2 separate regions of the Mus musculus genome follow, and region 2 is linked to region 1. A link is a contact called in public Hi-C data. All regions are on one chromosome and are shown on one strand. The core of a region is the stretch at or near the end of the contact, and the rest is flanking DNA. Distances in the headings are between cores, read along the strand shown. Region 1 overlaps Asic2 (acid-sensing (proton-gated) ion channel 2). Region 2 overlaps Asic2 (acid-sensing (proton-gated) ion channel 2).

The links. A called contact is a pair of places that touch in the nucleus more often than the background predicts.
Region 2: a Hi-C map of cerebral cortex shows a contact between it and region 1, with 4 times the contacts expected there. The contact joins two enhancer-like sites. A contact is called at or near these places in 6 of 484 Hi-C or Micro-C datasets (cerebral cortex, frontal cortex, morula and 3 more).

Annotation. Positions count from the first base shown.
Region 1 is chr11:80,904,755-80,912,216 of GRCm38.p6, forward strand. The region is part of intron 3 of Asic2 (acid-sensing (proton-gated) ion channel 2); the gene reads right to left. It overlaps Gm51909 (a long non-coding RNA gene), which reads left to right. Exons shown (of 3, transcript XR_003949743.1): 1 at 1-7,462. Among named protein-coding and RNA genes, the nearest start is that of Gm51909, 11 kb to the left of the region's middle. Within about 2 kb of position 3,192, at least 3 of the 459 cell types and tissues checked have an H3K27ac peak or open chromatin away from gene starts, as enhancers often do. A contact at or near this core is called in cerebral cortex, where this site is marked.
Region 2 is chr11:81,006,365-81,013,826 of GRCm38.p6, forward strand. The region is part of intron 1 of Asic2 (acid-sensing (proton-gated) ion channel 2); the gene reads right to left. Among named protein-coding and RNA genes, the nearest start is that of Gm51909, 110 kb to the left of the region's middle. Within about 2 kb of position 3,202, at least 4 of the 459 cell types and tissues checked have an H3K27ac peak or open chromatin away from gene starts, as enhancers often do. A contact at or near this core is called in cerebral cortex, where this site is marked.

The DNA of each region.
Region 1 (7,462 bases), core at 1,942-4,441:
TCAAAATGGGTGACAGGTGGTGTAGCCTGATAGAGCTCTTTCAATAGCTCAACTTTGGTCCAGGCCAGCTGCTTCCATGTTTGTCCCTCCCAGAGGTTTTGATTCAGAGCCTGGCTGCTCTGCTGTGGCTGCCTTGTCCTTTGCTCCATAAGCATCGCTGAAGCCTCATACACACAGCAGCAGCTGGGCAACCATAGCGCACACAGCAACGGCTCTCGCTTACCAATGAGTGTCTGCAAGTGGGTTGGAGTATTTGTTTATCTGAGGCAAGTGGAGCCTCAAGGGACCCTGAAGCACTGTCTTCAGCTATCTGAAGGACTGTCTCAGGGAAGAAGAATTAGGTTTGTTTTCTGACATCCCAAGGGAAAGACAGACACAGGAGTAGTTGTCATAAGGGAGGCAGAGATGAAGATAACATTTCTTGATGTTATAGGCACTGTGGCGGGCATGCTAAATGCACTACCTTATTTAATCCTAAAGAGGGATTGTTCTCAACACAAAGAGAGCTTTCTAATCCACCAGTATAATTGTAATGACATTATCCTTATACTCTTGGGAGTGAATCCTCATTGGCTGGGCTTGGAGGAGAGAGATTCAGGTATTGGCTGTGCCTTCGGACGAGATAACCTCTAAAGTCTTTTCAGACCATCAGTTGGAACTCTAGAATGACACAGCAGAATGACCTAAACCCTGCTCTCAACTCCACTGTGTCATGGGCTGCGGTGGCCTCGGGTGTTCTATGGTGTCTTCACTCCCACCCCTCAAGCCCAGATATAAGTCTTCTCATCTGACTTGATAGATTCGGTGCTTCCTGGTCACGGCTATGCTCATTCACATCACATACAGTCCCCCATCCGTTCCTCCGTCCTTACTCTCCACCCACGTCCCTTTCTTTCAGCAAGGTCTCAGGCATCCCAGGCTGGCCTCAGGCTCACGGAGGCTAAGGAGGATGTTGAGGATCGGATCCTTCTGCCTCCACTTGCCAAGTGCTAGGATTTGTACCACCACACACCGTTTTAGGTGGTGCTGGGGATCGAACCCTGGACTTCATAATGCAGGGCAAGCACTTTACCAATCGTGCCATATCTCCAGCTTTAACTCTGTTTTCTTTTCTTTTCTTTTCTTTTCTTTTCTTTTCTTTTCTTTTCTTTTCTTTTCTTTTCTTTTCTTTTTTTTTCTGGTTCTCTTTACCATTTGAGTTTATGGGCCAGAGAAGCTCTGCCTTTCTGGCTAGGAGTTAGGGAGATCGCTTAGTGCTTGCTTTGCAAACATAAGGACTTGAGTGCAAAGCTCACATAGGAAGCTGAGTGTGGCTGTGTGTACCTGTAACTCCAGCACCAGGGGAGTGTGACAAGTAGATCCTGGGAGCTCTCTCTCTCTCTCCCTCCCTCCCTCCCTCCCTCCCTCCCTCCCTCCCTCCCTCCCTCCCTCTCTCTCTCTCTCTCTCTCTCTCTCTCTCTCTCTCTCGTCTATTCACACATGTGAGTTAGAAGGTCACTCGCTCGATCCTGAGGTCAGGTTCTAGGAGAGAGAGCTAGAGAGCTAGGATCACGAATGGTAGAGTTCATGATTATAACAGACGGTGGATGAGCCAGTCAGGAAGAGAGGAGAAACACCAGGATTGAGCCTTGAACCTTGCATTTCCTGACAACCCTGTATCACAGAGCTGGTGATAACTGGCTTAAATTTGTGAGCAAATCAAAGGAAGGTCTGTATTCTCTTTCCCTCGCCCTACACTGCTTGAGGGTCTTTCCACAGGCTTTTCATTTTATATAACGAAGTTTATATAAAGGAAATGACTGCCCCCTCCTCTGTCTGGTGTCATCCCTGTGTACTTCAACCTCTAAAGGGTTCAGACAGTCCCAGACCTAAGGTCTGAGACTTACCAGCAGGTGGCACTACAGCCCGATGTGCTCTTTTGGAGTTCCAGCTGTCCTTAGTGGCTCAAGCTTGTATCTTAGGCCCTGGTCCATCTTTCGGGACCTATCCCTGTTGTATCTGCAGCCCACTGTCTGAGGCTCCAAGTTAGAAGGAGATATTGAGAGGATGCTGGAAGAACTTTGGGCTTGGGAGGAGAGGAAAGGAGAGTGAGACAGGGAGGCCTACCTGGCATACCTGATGGCTACCCAACACCTACCCAACCCTTCTATCAACTTTTTAACTTTCTGCTTCAGGGAGTGGACATGTTGCTCTCTTGAATGGTATCCCTCTAGGTCCTGGAAAACACATCCAGAGTCCATGGCAAGGCTAAGCCCTTAGTCTTGTTCTAGCCTGGCTTCTGATCTCTTCCCCTCATGTTGTGGAGTCCTGGCCTTGTTACGAGGTATACTCTGTGGTTCAGACTAAGCAGGAGTTGACTCAGGCACTGTTGAACTACTGAGTTGGGGGAACTTGAACATGCGACTTGGCCTTTCTGATGTGTCATGCAAGCATGAGCTCCGATCTTGAACCCCTCAGAGTAATGCCGAAAGATTAACCTTGATAAGGGCATATCTGTGTAACCCAGTTGTGACCCTCAGATGATATCTCTCCAGTCCGCTTGACATCACAACGGTATTCTTTGCTGTGAGCAAAGAATTGGGTAGAAAGAATACAAGGGAGGAAGGGTTATGTTAGCTCACACTTTCAGAGGCTGACAGCCTATGACGACAGGGAAGACCTGGTAGAGTGGCTTGGTTCATAGAGGCAGGAGCTAGAGGAAGCTGCTTATTATTGCACGATGCTAAGCAGGAGGCAGGAATCAAGCCAGAAGAAGGGCCAAGCTATACCTCAAGCTACACTCCCCAGTGGCCTCTGTCCAGCAGCAAGGTCTCAGAGGGTCCATAATTTCCCTAAACAGCACCGCCATTTGGAGACCAAGCTTTAACACACATGAGCCTATGGGGACAGTTCCCACTCAAACCATAATAAAGAACTTGTATAAAATGCAGCTGGTGGTTAAATTCTGCAGAAAGCCCACTGGCACAAGATCATGGGACCCAGGGAAGATGTGCGGGTGAGCTGGGACAGGCTCTCTTGTCTCTTCACCTCACCTCATCTTGTCCCGTCTCCTCTCCTTTTCTGCTGCCTCCTTGATCGCAGCTCAGGTGCCTTCCGACTTTCTCCAGAAGCAGCATCAGGATATTCCTAGGCACCGCCATCCTCCTCTAAAGTCCTGGCCTGCGGCCACATCCTCTCTCACAGAGTCTCACCTCACCACGGTGTTTTCCTAGGGGAAAGGCAGCTCTCTCCTGAAGAGGAGTTCTCAAGGCAGGATGTTAAGGTTTTTCTGCCTGGTTGCATAACAAGATGGAACATCCCCAAGAGTGCCTGATGCATAATGGATGTTGAAGAAGTCAAAATCATAGTCTCCATGGGTGTCCTTATCACCATCCTGTGTCCCTGACTCAGGGGAGGCCTCATGGGACACAGGCAGTGGAACTGACAGGCCACCTGGCTTTGCTCTGCTATCAGCGACTCAGAAATGCAATCTGAGGCTTGCTTTGCACGTATGAAGATGCCGGTTTGATCCCTAGGATTCATGTCTTAAAAAAACCAACCAAACGAAAAAACTCAACTGAGTGTGTTCTCATGTGATTGTGGAGATGGACAGACAGGCGCATTTGAGTGTATAACTGCACACATATGAGCATACACAGATACACAAACACATATTGGTAAACTGTAAACTGTAGCACACCCTTATTTTGTTTGGCTTCTGGGGTCTTCTATCTGCAGCCCTATCTGCTTGGTTTTGGACCACGTTGCCAAGACTGTATCAGCAATGAGATGCACTGGCTGAGATTGAGAGGAGAGAGTTGCTGAGCCAACATGGCAGTCCCTCAGAGCCTTACTTATAAAATCCAGCTTCTTCAAAGCCGTCTGTAAATCAGGGTGCAGGGCCAGCCAGGGCCCAGGGTACTGAGTGGGCGGGTTGCTCTCAGTCTACTTGCCTGCTTTAATATTTGGCTTAGAGTGGGTTTTCTTCCTTCTTTCTGTCTGGAGAACTAGATCAGGACAAGACCAGCGTGACCCTGGCTCAGAGCCAGCAGCAAGCCTTCATACCCCAGGGGGAAAAATTGCCTTAGGTGCCAAAGGGGAAATTCCCTCTCTGTCATGTCTCTTAGAGAATGCAGTCAAAGGGGTGCTCAGCTCCTCAGCAAAGCTCCCACCAAGGAGGAGTTGCTCAGTCAAGGTGACATGGCCTCTTCAAGGATGCAGGAGGTGGGGGTTAGGGTGTAGTCCAGGCAGTTTCTCATCAGGAGCCTCAGGCCAGTGGTTCATCTTGACTGGACAAGTGCGTCGTCCACCCCCAAAATATTTCAGGTCCCAGAGCCTACAGAGATGAATGAAGTGGGGTGCTCACACTCAAGAGGCTTCCGTACCCCTGAAGTCCTATTATTATTACCTTGAGGCACGTGCCATTTCTCTTTCCCATTCTCTAGACAGCAAAGCTGAGGGTTAGCAGGGAGGATACAGTGCTCTGGTCTCCATGGGTCTGTACTGTGGCAGGCTTAGGACTGGACCACATTTGGGTCTTTGACTAGTCTATAGTTAGGTTTCCTCGTGTGACCTTGAATGTGGCATTCAAACTCTGTCCTATCACTAAGGGGTCTTGTGCATTGAGGAGACCCAGGTTCTAGAACCTGAGCTTCTCCTGCTTTTAGCCATGCCTTGTGAATCCTTCCCCTACTTTCTAAAACATGTGCACACTTCCATCTTGCCCACCCAGGAGGAGGAGAAATCAGAGCCTGCTTTTTGAGCTGTAATTTTGAGTTTGATGTTTTTATTGCATCCTGCCGAGTGATTTAAGTGTGTTCGCAAATGATTATACTGTGCTCCTTTTTAAACAATTCTAAAATCAAATAAAACACTAGAATCAAGTCCACCAATCAGCTGGTAACACAGGCATCTGAGGGGTCTCAGGGGACACATGTCCTTTCAGGCAGCCAGAAGGGAGGAGGCACAGTCTTAACGCCTCTGCCCTGTTGCACTGAAAGTTCATCCCACAAGGTCAGAGCATGGAGGATGGGCTCAGGACCAAGCTATAGTTGCTGTTAAGAGATGGGGCAATAGAATCTCTCAGTTGGTCTGTACCTATTATATGCCTGGTTTTGAGGTCATCGCTTTAAAACCTCTCAACGATTTGGTGTGAAGTTCTACTGCCCAAATGTCCACCTGTCGGCTAACGGGCATTGGAAGTATAGCTGGCATTTGAGTTCTTGCTCAGGCCAGGTACAGTTCAAAGCATTTTTATGGTGTAGACTTACTGAATCCCCATACTTGCCATATGGGTTGATGCTTTAGTGATCTCTGTTGAATCTGTCTAGATTGGTCCACAGAGGGGAAGCAACTCTGTTCGCATGGCTAGCGGGTGGCAGAGAAGGGATTAAAACCCAGATGTCTGTCCTTCTCAAAGGCTACCTTCCAAGGACTGTGTATTCTAATATACCACACAGGGTGGGGTCCACACGGAACCGAGGTCATTACCATGTGGATAGATGTAGGCTGATGCAAAAGTTTAAAGGATGGCAACAGAGGCTCTTCAGACCACCTCCTTCCCAATATGGAAAATATTGAATGGTTTACTTTTATAACAATCCTGCCAGCAAATGTCTGTTTTCCCCACTTCACAAAGGAGCAAGCTTCAGTATTAGTTTATCTAATACCAAACTGCTGAGATGTAGCAGGGGTGGGATTTGAACTAGGGTCTACCTGACTGCAGTGTCAGGACCCATCTAAATCCAGGCTCTGCTGCTGACCCACTGTTCTCGCTAGAGGCTTCACCTGAAGCACATGGGCTCAGCCAAGACAACCTTAAGGTGCAGTGTAGAGCAGATGATGCCCTAGAAGGCACACCACGTGACTGTGCCCTTTCCCTTCATCCTGGGTGTATGACAGGCTTTACCAGTCAATCAAAGATGCCCCGCCCCCCAAGACTTGTCTAACTACCGCCACTTAACTGAAATTGGAATTGAGAGGAAGCATTCCACGCTGAGAGGCTTCAAATGCAAACCACACATGGCTAAATATTCTCAGGGAATGGGCAAAGCTTATTATGCACTATAGAAACACAGAGTGAGCTCCCCTTCCCTGTAAGAGCAGTGGCTGGATTTGCTCTCTTAAGCAAGAGTATACCCAATTAGTGTTTGGACCAATGGGACCACAAGGGGATTTCACTCAGAAGTCAGCCACTCCCTGCCCGCGTTTTGAAGTTGCCAGTGCTGTTTGCTGTGCCTGCTGCCAGGGACTCAGAAGCAGCAGTGGCTGATGTAGCACTTTACCAGGCAGCAAAGATCAATTTCAAAAGTGAGTTATCCGTGATTTGTGACAAATAATAAAAACCATAAGTTCGTATCCATTGCAAACCGCCTGTGAGTGGAAGAGGATGTGACAAGAACAGAAAATGTAAATTGGCTCTGCAGAAGAAGAATGTTGCTGTGTTTTTGAAAGATGGCAATGCATCTTGCTCAAATGTAACTTTTCACTTCGGGGCGCGCTAGCTCTACTCGGTGGCAAATGAGAATGTTTGTAGATATGATGTCATGGCTACAGAAACAGCTCTGCAGTTTTATTTTCATCTATCTATCTGTCCAACCATCTACCATCTGCCCACCTGTTAATCTCTTTAGTATCTATCCATCCATCCATCCATCCATCCACCCACCCACGCATCAATTCTTCCAATATCATCCATCCATTTATCTACCCTCCAATATGCATCTATCCATCTATCAAGTTCATTCATCCACCTAAGCAACCATCCATCCATTCATTTATAATCCATCCATCCCTTTATAATCTATCCATTCAACCAACCATCTATCCATCTATAATCCATCCATCTATCCATCCATCCATCCATCCATCCATCCATCCATCATCCATCCATCCATCCATTCATCCATCATCCATCCATCACATCTTCCATGTGTCCAGGAAACAGTACCCAGTGTTTCAGGAACACTGCTGGGAACTGACAAGTTGAGGATGAATAGCATGGTTCCTATGCCTGTGGGATAAGAATCTAGAAAGAGTAGACATGACCTAACAAGCCAGGTACTGTAGAGGAACAATAAAATACAGGGGTGCAGGGCCTCAGAGAGGGCATGATCAGACCAACTCAGGAGGAAGGCACAGGAGAGACTTCATGAGGAACTGAGTCTTGAATGCAGGAAGATCAGGCATGGGGAGGGTGTTTTAATGAGAAGAAACAGCATGGGAAAACAGTGTCTTTTTAAAAAGTACAGCATATAAAGAGGCCTTGCCTCAAGCAGGCTCCTCAGGTCATGCACTGAAACTGGCATTTGAGTGGCAGGCTGTGGCCAGTGCTTGGTGTCTAGGGAACAGGCCTGACATAGTGCTAGCTGAGTGCCTGAAGATTCTCCTGCAGGACACACACATCCTAGTAGGTATGGCCCTGCAGAGTCCACCCCTCGGTACTCTTCCAGTTAGCTTCCCAGTGTTCCGGCTTTCCTGGCAG
Region 2 (7,462 bases), core at 1,952-4,451, 100 kb after region 1:
CAAGCTGGAACTGGGTCAAGGTCGTTTGCATTCTACATGGCTAAGAATTAACCATTTTGAACACTATTAATTTCATGATAAAAGGGAGTCACTATATGCTTTAAATATTCTTGAAATATACTTTTAAAACTGCAGTTTATTGAAGGCTTGTTCATGCCAAAATTGCAAGAATTAGTTTTCTTTACATATGTGTCACCTTATTCTCAATATAATTCAGTTAGAAATACTATGATTATCTCCATTTAGGGGAGCACAAAGAATGGCCAGAACTAATGAACAACTGGTCCAAGGTCACAGAGCCAGTGAAAAATTATCTGTAGACCACTGGTCACCACAGCATTTTATTAGTCTACATTGATATGCTCAATCTTTTAACAATTTCCTAGCAACCAACAAGATGTTCCCATAGCAACAGTAGTAAACTCAGTACTAATATTTGGATAATATTTTTTTAGAAAGCTCTTAAATTCAAAGTTAGTATTCCATACCTGGGAACATATATTAAAAGAACTTAGCCTAATTGTGGAGAAAATTTATGCACAAAGGGGTAGGCTGTGGCGCACCATTCAGTGAAGTACACACAGTAGGCCTGTAATGACATGGCCCCACAAGTTGCTCTCTCTTGCCAGAAACTGCTCCCATTTTCTAGGAACTGTCCTCACACAACTTGCCCTCTTGCTTCAGGTGACTGCCCCAGGGTGGACACCCGACTGGAACAAGTTTTCTTCATGGACCTTTTCCAGATGGATTTGGAAGAGCTTAGTACTTTTATGCCCACATCAGACACATTACTGTCTATCTTGCCCTTGTACAGTATGGGCAGAAGAGGGCTAGAATAAATGGAGAGAGGAAGAAGAGGAGGAGGGAGGAGGAAAGAAGATGAGGAGGAGAAGGAGGAGGAAGAATAGGAAGAGGATGAGGAGGAAGAGAAGGAAGAGAAGGAGGAAGAGAAGGAAGAGAAGGAGGAAGAGGAAGTTAAAAAACAGTGAAACCATGTCCAATGTCTTTCTTGCATCCCCATGACACACTTCAACTCTTCAGAGAGCTCAACAGCTCTTGGACCTTGAGAGCCCCTCACATTCTTTTTACTAACTTTTTCCCCCTTGCCCAGGCCAGCTGCAATTTGTTTTCTGTTAAGAACAAAAGTTTTAATTTAAGGTGTGGATTACAGAAAGAAATTGTGGGGACACATCCCTGAACAATGTGTGGATCTCAGGCAACCAGTGGACCACAAAAAAGCTGCCTGAAGTAGGGTGGGACTTGACCACAGAGGAGGTATGAAGCTGACTCAGACTCGTGGAAGCTAGTGAGCTGAGCCATTCACACTGATGTGTGCGCATCGGTGTAGGGACTAAGTGGCAACTCAAGGATGTGGATGTGGGCTCCAATCCTCTTGTAAAATTCACCCCTGAAAATACTGCAGCAGAGCCAACCAAACACAGAAGACCCTCCATGATTGCTTCTTCTCTGTTGTTAACCAGGACAACTACAAGGGAGATGTGAATTCCACCTTTTACAGCTAGTAAGCGTGAGTTCATGGGGCTACAGTTTCACTGTTCATGGTTCTGAGACAGTGGGTGGGGTGCTTTCTGAACTCCAGGGCATAGGTGTTTTCTCATCCCTTTTCATGTATAAATCAAGAAGCTCACAGGGGTTGGCGATGGGAAGAGAGAATAATTAATGGTGTCTTGTGAGACATAAAAGAGAAATGGATTCATTCTATGTACACAGACTACCTTCTTATGGGCTATCCGGGCTTTCCACTTACATGCACTGCCTCAGCTCCAAGTCCACCTTTCCAGTTTCTCTCCCAAGAACTTCGCAAGCCACATTGTGAAGCTATGTCTTGCAGGAGACTGGAATGTTGGGCTGGCCTTGAAGGATACTGGAAAAAGGACCATCATCCACCATTTTTTGTAGCTCCAGTCTGCATTCCTAGCCTCTTTAGCTCTTTTGTTCCCTCCAGCGCTACAGCAGAACCAGTTACCCTCTACCTCTCCTCCTCTGGGTCCCTGTCTGTATTCTGAGCAACCACCTTCCTGCCTGTATCATCTTCTCAGCGCCTTCCCTGCAGCATCTCATGACCCCACACTGACTACGCCACTTTTCTCTTCTTCCTCATCCCTAGAAAGCAGTAGTTACTAATCCCTGGGACCAATCTCTGCCAACTGCTTCTTCAGCCAGCTAGCACAGATGTAGTACACTTCTTGGATTTAGTGATCTCTACTTACATCCCTCCAATCTCAATTTCTCCATTTATAAAAATGGAGGCTAATCCTTAACTCATGACACCGTTGGGAGGAGTTGATGGCATGGCAGTTGAATGACAGGCCCAGAGCAGTGGCTCTTACATGCTGGCCATTCCCTTCCCACAAGTATTGAAATCTAGATGGCCCCTGACTTTGCAATGGTGATAAGCAGCTAGGGAGAGATGCACTTCAAATCCTGAGTTCTCACTTTTTTCTAGGCTAATAGTATACAATGCAGCGCTATCTGATGAAGCTGGTGGTGGCAGCCAAGTCTGAGGTCTCGCTCGTGTATGACCATGAAGGTTAACAACATGCTACAGTTACCTGTATTGCCTGTGTTCAATGCATTGAATGAACTATCCAGTGCTTTACTGTAGTGTAGGCTTTGTGCTAGGTGATTTGAGAAATTGCAGGCTATTGGAAGTGTTCTGCTTATCATTAATGTAGGCTGTGTTAAGTTTGCATGTCCAGTAGGTTAGATATGTTAAACACATCAAGCTTCTGCAATTCACACACCAATAGGAGATTTTGTCCTTGGGTTCCTTTTTAAAATTGATGATGATGATGGTGGTGGTGGTGATGATGATGTCTTCTTCTATTACCCTCTACTTTATCTTTGAGACAGGGTTTCTCACTGAAGCCAGCACTTACAGATTGGCAAGCCTGCTTAGCTACTGAGCTCCGGGGACCCACTTGTCTGTGCCCCCATCACACTAAGGTTACATTTTTTTTTACGTTGGTGCTGGGTATTGAACTCAGATCCTCCTGTTTGTGTTGTGGGCCGTTGACTGAGCCATTTCAACAATCTTCTCTCTTGATTTTCTGTTGAAAGAATTGATTTCCAGGGATCGGGCCCCAGTAAGGTTGAAGCCATGTCCCACAGAGCCCTTTGCCCAACTGCCACTGCCAGCTCAGAGGCAGAGCTGGTAGACACCCACAGCAAGCGGAGGCGGAAGCTTTCAAAACGAACCGCACTGTTGAAGCAAAGCGTCCTCTCAGCATTCTCGGTCTCAGTCACTTGAGCAGATTCTAATTTAGTCTCAAAAACATTCTTCAATAGCCGCGGGCAAGTGCTGCATTTCACGACAGAAATGGGTACAGGGAGCTCAACTTCAGCCCTCCACCTCGGGGCCAGTGACAAATCCCTGGAAATTACTTGGGGGAGGAAAGAGGGAGATGTACCATCTGCAGGGCTAGAATGAATGAATGAATGAATGAATGAATGAATGAATGAGTAAGAAAATCTTTGGCTAAATTCTGGGTTTGGTACTTTGAAAGCATAACCTTTACCTAATACCTTTCATTCATTTGCACACCCATGTCATGATCTCCTGTACCGTGACTTCTGATTCAACTCCAAAGAGTTGAATCAGAAGGTCTACACAGGAAGGAGGGAAGGAGGAAGCATCTAGAAGGACTTAGACTCCTCCATGAGAAACAGAACTGAAGCTGCCTTCTTGGGAGCTTTTATGAGTTCAGTCCCTGTTGACAGAGGGGGACCATCTCCCATGAACTCAACCTGGGGCAGCCTCCCAGGCTGATGTCAACTGAGGCCACAACCCAACCGGGCCACTCTGCTTTCGGTTGCATCTGCTTTGTTTTGCTTCTTGACACCTTTGGAAGAACTGCTTTCCCCATTCTGAAAACGCACTTGATTGTTTCGGTTCTACATTTGAAACAAGGATGGATAATATCTCAATCTAGGAGAGGCTACGTTAACCAGAACCCATTGAAGGGAAGCAGTGGGTGGGAGGAAGGTTTCTTTGATTGTTGCAGAAAAATTGAGAAAACTCAAATGCTTTAGAATATATAGAAAAAAAAGTCAATTATGAGAAAGAGAGAGATACAGAGAGAGAGAGAGAGAGAGAAAGAGAGAGAGAGAGAGAGAGAGAGAGAGAGAGAGAGAGAGAGAGAGAGATTAAAAGCAAGAGGAGAGGGAAGCAAGCAGAAGCAACATTGGAGGTGGTTTAGTAACTGCACATTTCAATTTACTGAAGACAGAAACACATCTCACTGTTCTCATGCAAGTTCATCCTTGCTTAAAGTCTGGAAAGGCAGGAGGACGAGTGTTTGTGTCACGTAGTGGCAGCTACAAGTTCACTAACACGCACACATACACCTACTTGGGTCAGAGCTTCAAGCATCTTCAGGCAACTTTCTCTGCAAGTTTCAACTCCCTGTCAGTTTTTCCCAGTTAATGAGACACAGCAGGTTTGTCCCAGGGAAACAGCCGCGGTAGCAGCACAGAGGAGGCAAGGCAATCTTTCCTGATGTTTCTACCGTAGGTTTTAATTGAGGGAGGATCTGCTAATGATTTTTCTAATGAGCAAAAATGACCTCACACTACTGTGAAATTTGGGGCCAGTGCCAACTTAGCTGGCAGGCAGAGGAAGGAAGGGGGCTAAGATTTATTGAGCACAGTGCGCATATTCGTCATGGCTCCTGCATGTTTATTTGAGACTGGGTTTCCAGCATCCCAGGCTGGTGTCAAACTCGCTCTAAGCCAGGATGACCTTCAGCTTCTGATTCTCTTGCTTCTGTCTTCCGAATGCTAAGATGATGGGTGTGTGGGTGCCCGGGATGAACCTAAAGCTTTGTGCATCAGAACAAGCACCCTACTACCTGAGCCGAACCCCCAACTTCTCACCACCCCTCTTAAGTGCTCACGTTTGTGAGCCCCTGGACCTGAATCCAGCTCAGACTTGCGGGTTTCCCTCTCCAGGTTGCAGCAGCCCCGTTGGGTACTGACTTTCTCATAGACTGCAAGGCGTGTGGTGTCTGCTTAGAATCCCAGGGAGCCCATTCAGGGGCAACTTTGGAAGTCAAGAAGCTATGATGCCTACTGAACAGAGAGGAAGAAAAGCCTGGAGAGGGACCGATGGGAGTAGAACAAGGCTTTTTCCACTTAGGACCAGAAAGGCAAGAAGAGCTGATCTGTGAAGCAGTGCGCGCACAGTTAACAAGGCACCTTACATTTGCTGTATCATTTCCTAGGCCCTCATGCTTTCAGGGAATTGATTAGACATTAAGTTTATGTTCATCATAGTGTTCAAAGAACCACAGACACACGTCATACACTCCCCATATTAGCCAGGGCAGTGATTATTAAACCCATTTCATAGACAGTTGAGGCTCAGTGAGGAGAAAGCAAGTGCTCAAAGTCACACAGGAAGCAGCAAAATTAGGGCTCAAGTCAAGGTCATTTGGCTTTTGTAGACTTTGTTTGGTCTGTGCCATGCACCCCATAATATTGGAGTGGACTGTATGCATGGTGATTAAGGTCCTAGGGTCAGAGGTTCATCTGCACGGGCTCAAACTCCAGTCCCACCCCGACATTCTATGCCTCTTACCAACGCTCTCCATGGTTCACGTTTCTCACTTATATACTGCATGACCCACCGGTACCTCCTTTATTGCTTTATTGTGGGGATTAAATGGCTAAGCTTAAAAGCATTCAGATGAATGTCCCTCTCAGCTCTCAGGCAATATTAGCTAACAGCATTTTATTATAAAAATAATAATAAGTAATAAAATAAAAAGTTGAAAGCGTTTCCCTGACATCTCAGTTTTAGATTGCTATTTTGTTTTGCAGAGAAACAGAAAAATACAGAAACAACAGGAGAAAATAAAAGCTCGCTATATTCCCAGCACAGAGCAATAATCGGAATGCTTTAGTACTTCTCTAACTATATATATATTTTTTTCCGAGCATATACAGAACCACACGGAGCCAGCCCCCCACATCTGTGGGTTCCATATCCACGAATTTAACCAACTGCAGATCAAAAAATATTAGAAAACAATTTCACCTGTACTGAACACATGCAGTTTTTTATTGTTGTTGTTCCTTAAACAGTATAGCAGAACACCTATTTACATAACATGTACATTCATGAGGGTGTTACAGAGACTCTAGAGACTATTTAAAACATATGGGAGAAGATGCTTGGATTCTCTGCAAATATGTTATCATTTCAGAATTCTATGCAAGGCTCTTGAGCCCCTGCAGGCGTTGATATCTTCAGAAGGGGTGGGAGGGATGGGGGTGTCTCAGAGCCCACCCCTTGTGGATCTCAAGGAGGACTGGTCTTTGACAAGCTACTATCCTACCTTTTCCAATTAGCATCAGAATGTGACCATTTCCCTATGCCATTATTCAGTTGCTAAAAAAACACAACCTTCACCCAGCTGTTACAAACTACTCCGTTCTGGAGGTAAGCCATAATTGAGGTGGTGGCGGCTTGCAGTCGTCCTTGAATGTGGACGAGTTATATGTGCACTGACGTCACCCTGCTGTGCCACCTATACAGTAGGTGCTTAGTATATATTAGCTATGAGGAGCAGGAACTTCCATATATCCATTGTATCGGTGTCTTTCTCCCCCAGCTCAGCAAAAACAAAACAAAAAAGCCCTTTGCCAATTTTCTAGGTAAAATATGGGGTCTTATTGTTGCTTTAATTAATTATCGATTTGATTAATAGCGAGGATGAAAGTTGGCACATATTTCACTCTGCTGTGTCTTCTCCCTCCCCTTTCTTGGGAGCTTCTCTCCATCTTCCCACCTGCTTCTGAAAGCACCATTGTTGAAGGAAAGGATGCTAGCCCGGCTCACCGCATCACATTTCCTTGGGTCCTTTTGCATTTCCAGATAATCTGAGAGGTTCCCAACAATGAATCAAGTGCTTGCTAATTATTTTAAGGTAATTGCTTTAATACGTTTAGATACTCATTAATTTTGAGAAAGCAGTGACAGCTCTCAACTATTAATGAACTTCTTCCTCATGTTGAGGGCGTTGACAGTGAGCACCCAACTCCCCTGACATCTCAGCTCCAGATAGCCATCTTGTTTGGCTGTAACTACACACACACACACACACACACACACACACACACACACACACACACCTTATTAAAGTTCAATGATGGCTTAGAGGAACCTTCATAGAAGGCATTAGCATCCAGGTAATTACTGAGAAGTGACGGCAATTGAAGAAAAATGAATTTTATTTCCTTTCATGACAACAGAGCCCTCCCACCACCTGCCCAGCACAGGTGTGTGTTTCTTTGGCACGCTGCCTTTCCCGCTGTTCAGAGAACTGACGGAGAATCACAGAATATTCCAGAATGGACAGGATCGGATATTGGATCGCATGCTTCTGGGTAAATGCCCAAACCCCCTAGGAAAGGCTGTTCTTTATCTTTGTGGAATATG